Linked DNA regions of Zea mays: regions 1 and 3 are each linked to region 2. Evidence: chromatin contacts called from public Hi-C data. All regions are on one chromosome and are shown on one strand. The core of a region is the stretch at or near the end of the contact, and the rest is flanking DNA. Distances in the headings are between cores, read along the strand shown.

What was found. Hi-C and Micro-C count contacts between places; a contact is called where the count stands out from the background.
Region 1: a Hi-C map of bundle sheath shows a contact between it and region 2, with 2.3 times the contacts expected there. The contact joins the promoter of LOC100276462 here to the promoter of LOC100273088 in region 2. A contact is called at or near these places in 2 of 25 Hi-C or Micro-C datasets (bundle sheath and leaf).
Region 3: a contact with region 2 is called in a Hi-C map of endosperm, with 2.2 times the contacts expected there. The contact joins the promoter of LOC103627905 here to the promoter of LOC100273088 in region 2. A contact is called at or near these places in 6 of 25 Hi-C or Micro-C datasets (ear, endosperm, leaf and 1 more) and 1 of 3 datasets of contacts at active chromatin or transcription factors (leaf).

What each region holds. Positions count from the first base shown.
Region 1 is chr5:224,925,300-224,927,999 of Zm-B73-REFERENCE-NAM-5.0, forward strand. It overlaps LOC100276462, which reads right to left and starts at 1,261. Exons shown (of 1, transcript NM_001150248.2): 1 at 714-1,261. The coding sequence starts at 1,159. The coding sequence ends at 908.
Region 2 is chr5:224,728,725-224,731,467 of Zm-B73-REFERENCE-NAM-5.0, forward strand. LOC100273088 (Protein BTR1) reads left to right here and starts at 1,338. Exons shown (of 8, transcript NM_001254882.2): 1 at 1,338-1,561. The coding sequence starts at 1,462. It also overlaps the pseudogene LOC103628911.
Region 3 is chr5:224,860,820-224,863,771 of Zm-B73-REFERENCE-NAM-5.0, forward strand. It overlaps LOC103627905 (DEAD-box ATP-dependent RNA helicase 48), which reads right to left and starts at 1,438. Exons shown (of 10, transcript XM_008648219.3): 1 at 136-1,438. The coding sequence starts at 1,184. LOC100284132 reads left to right here and starts at 1,397. Exons shown (of 6, transcript NM_001367008.1): 1 at 1,397-1,676; 2 at 1,812-1,971; 3 at 2,053-2,240; 4 at 2,332-2,455; 5 at 2,615-2,748. The coding sequence starts at 1,446.

The DNA of each region.
Region 1 (2,700 bases), core at 11-2,510, 200 kb after region 2:
CTGGAATGTCTATAATGCCCCATAACATTGTAGGAGGCTGTCGATATTCCGATATTCTAATTTATTGTAAAACTTTGTTTTCTTCACTAATTGAAAAGAAAAAATATAGAAAGGGAAACTTTTTTTTGTGCAATTTTTGCATTCACCATTAACATATGTGTCACATAAATAAATTGATATGGTCCGCAATATCCTTGTTTAACATAACTATCTCCATCTCTCACTAATATATCAAAGCATCAGCTATCTATTGCGAATGGTATTCTAATCCTCTCCGTCATCTCCCTGTGCTTGTGATGTGGCACTCTATCGTAGCAAATACTCCTTTTCAGCATCCACCCACTAATACAACAATGCTTGCTTTTGGTCTCTGCCAAATACTACTAGAACTTCCTACTACTCAGAGACGGTACTCTCCTACCAGACAACTGGGGAAACCTTTAATCGTTCTTTATTATTGCAAGCACCGCTGGATAGAAAGTACAGATGGTGCTATTTTCATGAACACCATCGGAAGATCATTCCCAGTGAATGGATTACTTTACTTACTACGCAGCAAGCAGCAACAAGCCACATCTATATACAAATCTGCACTACTCACTACACTACACATGAAAATTCAAGTTCAAAGTGATTGCAGAGTGCAGGCAGGATAGTAGAAGCATGCATCATCAGCCATTATTAACAAGCGCTGGTTGATTCGGGAGGACAAATATTAACAAGCTCATGTTGGTGGGGTTTGGTTTTCGAGTCGATTCAAATTTCACAGAGGACTGTATAATATACTAATATACTAGGACTAGGATAGTAGCAGCAGAGCAGTAGTACTGACTGCACACGCACACACGACTTTATTTGGCGACATAACAGCAGTAGCAGCTAGTACAAGCAAGGAATCGGGTTCGATTCATACGGGCGGCAGCGGCGGCTGCTCTTGCTTCTGGTCGTCCTGGTCCTCGGCGGCGGAGTCTGGATCGGGCTTGGCGGCGGAGTCGTGGCGTGGGGCGGCGGCGAGGATGAGGGGCCGGTCCTTGGCCTCGTCGTGGTCCTCGTCGTCGTCGTCGTCGTCGGTGGAGAGGTTGATGCAGGAGCAGCGCTCGAGGGAGGCGAAGAAGGCGGAGGTGACGCTTGTCCCCACCCAGGTCGCCCAGCTCTCCATGGCCGATCTGCTGCTAGGGTTACGGTGCGGGGGAGTTGGTCAAACGCGGAACGGCAGGCAGGCGAGGGAGAGGGAGAGAAGTTGGGTTGAGTTCGGCTCGACTCCACCGCGTTGAAAAGGGGGAGAGAGAGAGAGAGTCCAACGCACGCCGGGTCGCCTACTCGCCTCGCCGGCCAGGGCCGGCAAGCCCAGCAAAACTGAATGCCCATCGATTATTATTATTATTATTATTATTATTATTATTATTATTATTATTATTATTATTATTATTATTATTATTATTATTATTATTTACTAGCAAACATTGTCCTGCAGTTGCAATACATGCGCTATTCGAAGCAGTCTCGTGTTAGATTTCAATTGATTCTGCCGGTTTTAGGTCTCAGATTAGATTGCAACGATCCTCCTCGTTGTAAATTAAAAACGTGAACTCATGTCAGATCTTGCCTTTTTTCAGCTTCTAACCAAAAGCAACGGACTGCACAAACGCTCAGCTTTTCACCAGCTTTTATAAAAATTAATTCGGTAAAAATCATCCATAATTAACATAAACACATACTAGTCAGTTACCCGTGCGTTGCGGCGGCTCACAATAATACCCACGCAAATTATCCACCAAAAAGATTTGATTGTCTCCGCTTTTCGCATAATATTTTTTTATGAACGGACAGGTACCACAGGCAGCAAATCAGAGATCCACATCCCTCGCCTCCCTCACTTCCAAGGTTTCGTAGAGCAGGAGGGGAAGGGAAGAGTCGAACATACCCGTTCGTTGCCGGAGAAAGACACGACGAAGATCTGGGCATCTAGAGGCGACATAGGTAGTACACCGCTAGATATATAGGGAGAGAGTACGCAAGCGAAGAAAGAAGTCCAACCGGAGCAGCTCCAAACCGAGAGGCACCCGCACCAGGCGTCAATCTGACAAGGGCGATGTGAGTGTCTTCTCAACCCTGAACCCGCCGAAGCAACACAACACCACCACCAACTCTGTAGCATATCCGACTGCTGCCACGCTATGGACCTTGGTTGTCCAATATCTCAGAACTGGACTCCTCATCGCCAAGATAACCTAAGCGTGGTAGACGCCACCATGTCCTCCTCGACGATACGTACGGAGAAAGGCAAGAGGCATGACCGGCTCGCGTCGGTCGGCTCATGGCTGCGACCGTGGGCGGGGTCAGCAGGTTGGGGAGGAAGAACAGGGCGAAAGCCGAGAAGATGAATGGGACGTCCGATGACGGCGAAAACGATGGTGCATGCATGATGTAAAACGTCCTCATGGACGTGCAATAGCCACTGCGCGAATCGGTATCGGGGCTGATGTCGGACGAATAGAGGCGCATGCTCCTACGCCCTCTGCCGAGAATGGAGTGGCGCGGACGTGGAGGCATAAGGGGAGAGAGAAAAGAAGTAGAATGACAAACGAGGCGATGGCAACTGAGACGATGACCATAATTATTGTGTGGATGTATAGATGGCCAAATAGGTCGTGTTTGGCGAGCCGGCCCGAAGCACAACTCATTTAATAGTGTCTGGGC
Region 2 (2,743 bases), core at 88-2,587:
CAATTTCAGCGTGTGTGGTCATTCGAAAAAAATCTAATTAAACGCGCAAGCAAAGGAGGAATTGCCCAAAATAGCGCACAATCCAAGGTGGAGTGAGTAGTATCCATGCTTACATGGCGTTAGCGTGGTGGATGTCTGCCTCTAGGGCTTTGAGGGGGCCTCTCAGCGGGAGCTGCCGCCCTAGCTCGCCCCGCTGTGCCATGGACCGGCCGCTCTCCAAGAACCCTATTAGGTGCCCAGTCGAACCACACCCCCACAGGGGAGCCGAGGGGAACAAGATCCTGGAGGACGAGAGACGTACCTATGGAAGCTGGGCTTGGTGGCGACATGGAAGGAAGAGATGCCGAGGGTGGGAGCGGGCATCCAGATGGTGTCGAGGTACAGCCCCACCTCGAAGTCTGACTCTGCATGTGCCGTCGTGTACTACGGTGTCTCTGCGGCGCCGCGAGCTGCCGACAGATCCAATCCAAGGCCTCCCCCAGCCCGGCGGATGGATTCCGCCGCCGTGGCCATCGTGACGGTGTCGTCCCGGCGCAGGGTCACCTGAACCAGCTGTTGCACCTGTCCCTGCTCCTCACATCGCGGGGGCTTCCTGTCCACTTTGCCGCGCCGGAGCCGCGCCTCAGGGAGGTCCGCACGCGCCTGCACGGCTGGGGGCCCGACGCCGCGGCGGTGTACTTCCACGCGCTGGATGTGCCCGCGCACGACTCCCCCTCCCCGGACCCATCCTCCCCGTTCCCGGAGCACATGCAGCCCCTGTTTGAGGTCTTCTGCACCGGCGCGCGGGCCTCGCGAGCCACGCTGGAGAGGAGGTGGAGGAATTGGAGAGGAGAGGAGGCAAGCGGTGGCCGGCGGGTGCTGGAGATTAGGGTTTTTGGCAAGCGGCCGGGACGCTGCGTGCCTGATGGCTGTGCGGGATCGGACGTCGGGATCAGACGGTTGAGATTGTTTACAGGATAGAATGGACGGCTAAGATCGCAGAACGGCAGACTACTCTTACCGTCTTAATAAGTAGTATATATATATATATATATATATATATATATATATATATATATATATATATATATATATATATATATATATATACACCTGGTTTTATAATTAATCTACTCAATGACGACTATAATACATATTGATAGATATTTGAAATTTAAAATTGAAATATGATAATTTTTGAAAATGATACGATTACCAGAAACGGTTTTCTACCCTGTGACGGACTCGCGGTAATGGGGAGCAAGCAGCACGCAAATGACGGCAAGCCCAAAAACAGAAAACGGTCCACCCATAAAGTCCAAAAAAAAAAAAAAGCCCAACCAGCCCCCGCTCCATCGCTCTCCTTCCGCACTTCACTTGGAAGCCATGGCGTAGGCCCAGGGAGATCTAGCTAGAGTTTCCCGCATCGGCCTCCGCCACCCACCGCCGCCGCCCCGCCCCGCCCCGCCAAAGGAACGGAGGATGGAAGCCCCGGGCTCGCCCTACGCCTCCTCGCCGGAATCCGCCCCCAAGCGTGCCCCTCGCTCCCCACCGCAGCAGCAGCCTCCCTCCGAGGAAGGAGGTAACTGCCACGCGCCTCCCTCTCCCTTCTCCGTCCCGTCGCGCGAGCGGGGTGCTGGCAGGTTCGCTCTCCCCGGCGTCTGTATGTACGTGGCCCATGAGCTCGTGTGCCTGGATCCGTGAGATCTGGGCATCCGCTTCCCGCCCCGATGCCTCGAGATCTGTCAGTAGCCGGCGCCAGTGTCGCGTCGCCATCGGCGCGCTGCGATTTGAGCTGCGTTTCCCATAGGATCGCCTTCACGGGGTTGCCCTTTGTCTCCACTTCCAATCTTAATGATAAACGTCACTGCGGACGACGTTCGGTTCAGTGCTGGTTTATCTGTAATAATATTTGTCCTCGGTTGGATTGCTGACGCCGGTGCACATCATGTGTTGCACATAATGTACTGGAAGCTGATAATGATGCGGGTTATTATCTGGGCATGACAGGCTTAAGTTAGGACATTTAACTGCAGGATGCCATGATAAATGTGACACCACGTTATTTATGGTGACGTGGAAGAAAGAGAAATGGAGAGAGAAGGAAAGCGGATTGCCCACTAAGTAGCCAGCTGAAAGCGGGCTATTCACGGACTCTAATACAATTTGTGAGAGAAAGAGATGGACCCATTTTTAAATGTACAACTTATATCATTAGAGAGTTATTATATGAGTATGTTTTTAGTTGTCTATATATGACATAACATTATAAAGCTCACTGTTGGCTATATTATTAAACTTATTCTTAGGCCATTCTCAGTGTGAGTTTTATAGGAGTTTCATTCTTATTAAATGACATGCCACCTAAGCAAACAGGATGACATGGCATACAAGTTAATGAAGAGAGATATGAGGGAGTTTCATGAAAGATGAGAGTTTTATGGGGATGAAACTCTAGATACATAGTTTTTTTTTTCGAAAACGCAGGAGAGCTGCGTATCATTATATTAAGAAGAACTCTAGATACATAGTTACCTAGAGAAATGTTGATATGACATCCTTGAAAACAGTGCGATGAAACTATCCATTGAGAATGACCTTAGTATAATGATGGCACTCCCGAAACTTAGTGTTATAAGTTATCCCTTCTCTCTCTCTTTAAAGAGAAGTTTCAGTTACAGATATATGGTCCTGTTTGAATTAAGTCATTAAGTGCAGGTCATTGGATGGAAATAATTATGCCAAAAGTGCCTGCTATCCTGAA
Region 3 (2,952 bases), core at 188-2,687, 130 kb after region 2:
TGCACACATTTCAAGAATATTTCATTGCTTTACATAAATTTCATGAACAGCCCACACACATACAACTTTCTATGAAGTTCCTAGGCTACACAGAAAATATAAACAGTACACAATATAATGAGATATGAGTGTGACCTTTTACTGGTAAGCAGAGATTCACCCCTGGACTCGTAACGCCTCCTCTCAGTGCCCAAAACCTCCCTATTTCTAATCTCCTCTCGCAGCTCTTGGATTCTACCCGCGAGATCATTGCTTTCCTCCTCGTAAGACTTGAGCACCCGCCTTTCCTTCTTCACATCGCAGTTCCTGAGAGCAGCACTGCTCCACCTCCTCCTGATGGCACCTGTGTCCCCAGACTCGTCAATTTCTGAATCCTCTTCGCTCGAAGCCCCAAACTTTTTTCCGAACCTCAGATTCTTCTTGGGCGCAGACGTGCCCTTGTCATCCTGGTCCGACGAATCTGGTCTCCATTTCCTGCCGAATCGCCTCGCAGCCACCGAGTAGAACCTCTCCTGATTAAACTGTGCCAATGGCGTGTCCTTCCTTCCATTCCCATCCTCAGTAAGCCCACTAGCAACCAATGGCCTCAGGTCGACACATGGCTGGCAACTCACGGAGCAACGAGTCATCACCGGATAAGACTTTTTGGGAGCAACGAAACCGAGAGGTCGCGGATCCCAACGCGGGCACCAGGGCGCCACCACCGTTAGGTACTCTCTTCTCGGATTGAACGCGGCCGAGGTCGGCCCTTTTCCCCTGTCTAAAGGCCTCGGTTGATCCAGAGAGGTCAGGTCCTCCCAACTCGGTCCTCCGCGGGGCTTCCCCGAGTCCAACTGCTGCTGCTGGTGCCGGACACCCGACGCGATCCCAGTGGGCGGCCGCTTGACGCGGCGGAGGGGCCCGTCGTCCTCGTTCCAGAGGTCCTCGGCGCCGGGCCTGCGGAAGCGGTCGGCAAGGGCGCGGATGTGGGCGCGCGACGAGGTGGGCCCCTCGCCCCCCGGTGGAGCTTCCGCGGCGGCGCCAGGGAGGCGGGAGGCGCGGATCTCGGAGCGGAGGCGGGCGAGGTAGAGCTGCTTCTCGTGGCGGAGGAGCCCCCGCTGCTTCTGCCGCGCCAGCTTCTCGTGCATGCGTTTGTACTGCCACTTAGACAGCCCGCCCGGGAACGTGCGCGGCCCACCCCCCATCGCCGCCGGGAGCAGCGACGGAGGCGCTGTAGAGGGTAGGGTTTATGGGTTTTGGCGGCGGGCAGGCATTCAGGCAACGCAACACAACACACTTTGGATTTCCGCACTTCAGGAGTGTAGTAGGCTTTCCGCCTCCCCCAGCAGGACACGTATCACGCTCTCAGTTGAAACTGAAATGAAGGGTGGGTGGGTGGGTGCGACCCACGGTCCGCCGCCGAAGCCGAGCTCCCTCGCAAATCTCTCGCATCGCGTTCACAGCAGATGGCGGGGAAGGAGGAGAGGAAGCGGGTGTTGGTGGTGGGCGGCAGCGGCTACCTGGGCCAGCACCTCCTCGCGGCGTCCTCCACCGTCGACCGCCTCGACGTCGCTTTCACCCACCACAGCCCCGCCCCGCCGCAGCCGCTCCTCGAGACGCTCCCCTCCGTCCGCGCATTCCGCGCCGACCTCCGCTCCGGCGACGGCTTCGAGGCGATCTCCGCGTCCTTTGGCCAGGTACATACGCGTCCGCATTCCCACCGCAGCTCTCTGCTTCATACGAACTTGTGCTCTTACTACTGGTTCTACTACATTAGTTCTCCAATCTCCACTAGCAGAGCATTCTAACTTGTACCACATGTTATGTTTCAGCCACACGTGGTTGTCAACTGTGCTGCGATGTCAGTTCCTCGGGCATGCGAATTGGATCCACCTGCTGCTATGGCTACCAATGTGCCTTCTTCGCTTGTGAATTGGTTGCTAAGTTTTGGGAATGAAGACTCGCTTTTGATTCAGCTCTCAACCGATCAAGGTACAGTCCTCAGGCATTTTTTTTTTATCTGTGGTGCATGTATGTACATCCTAGACTCTTATGCCTCTCCTGTACTGATAGTTTATGAGGGGGTGAAATCCTTCTACAAAGAAGAGGACGAGACAATGCCGGTGAACATGTATGGAAAATCTAAAGTTGCAGCGGAGAAACTAATCGTTGAGAAATGCTCGAACTATGCGATCTTGAGAAGCAGCATTATATATGGGCCACAAACAATCTCTCCTGTGGCAAAATCCCTTCCGATTCAGGTAAAAATGCACTACTCGCTACTCACCAATAGTTATGCTATTGCTATCCCCCCCCCAACTTATAAGAAAAGTACTTGCCATTTGGATACAGTGGATGGATGGTGTTCTTTCACAAGGCCAACAGGTTGAGTTCTTCAGTGATGAATTCCGGTGCCCTGTCTATGTCAAAGATATGGTGGACGTAATTTTGTCACTAACAAAGACTTGGTTCCCAGGTATGACCGTTTGAGTTCAGCAATACTCTTTCTTGTGTTTCACTCTAAACAATTTTAACGTGTTCCAGATCAGATATAACGTTTCGATTTTAGTGTTTTTCCTCTTACCAATTGCTTTCCATTGTACCATGGTGACTGGCATGGAAGCGCATGCTTCAGATGATGGCAAAAAAGTCCAGGTCCTCCTGAATGTCGGTGGTCCAGATAGGGTATCAAGACTGCAGATGGCTGAGTCTGTTGCTGTTGTCCGTGGATATAACCCCAGTATAATCAAATCTGTGTCTGCATCATCGGTATTATCTTGCCTCTGGAATATAGCATTCAAGCATCCATATATCTGCCAGTTTAGTGTTAGCACATGAGTACTATTAGAACACAGTTATTCAACAAGCATGGTGTTTTAGATACGAAGTGGTCTTGACTTTACAATTGAAATAGTATCCAACATGAGCATTGGGGCCGCTTCATTTTTCCATCATAATATCTTGTAATGCCCG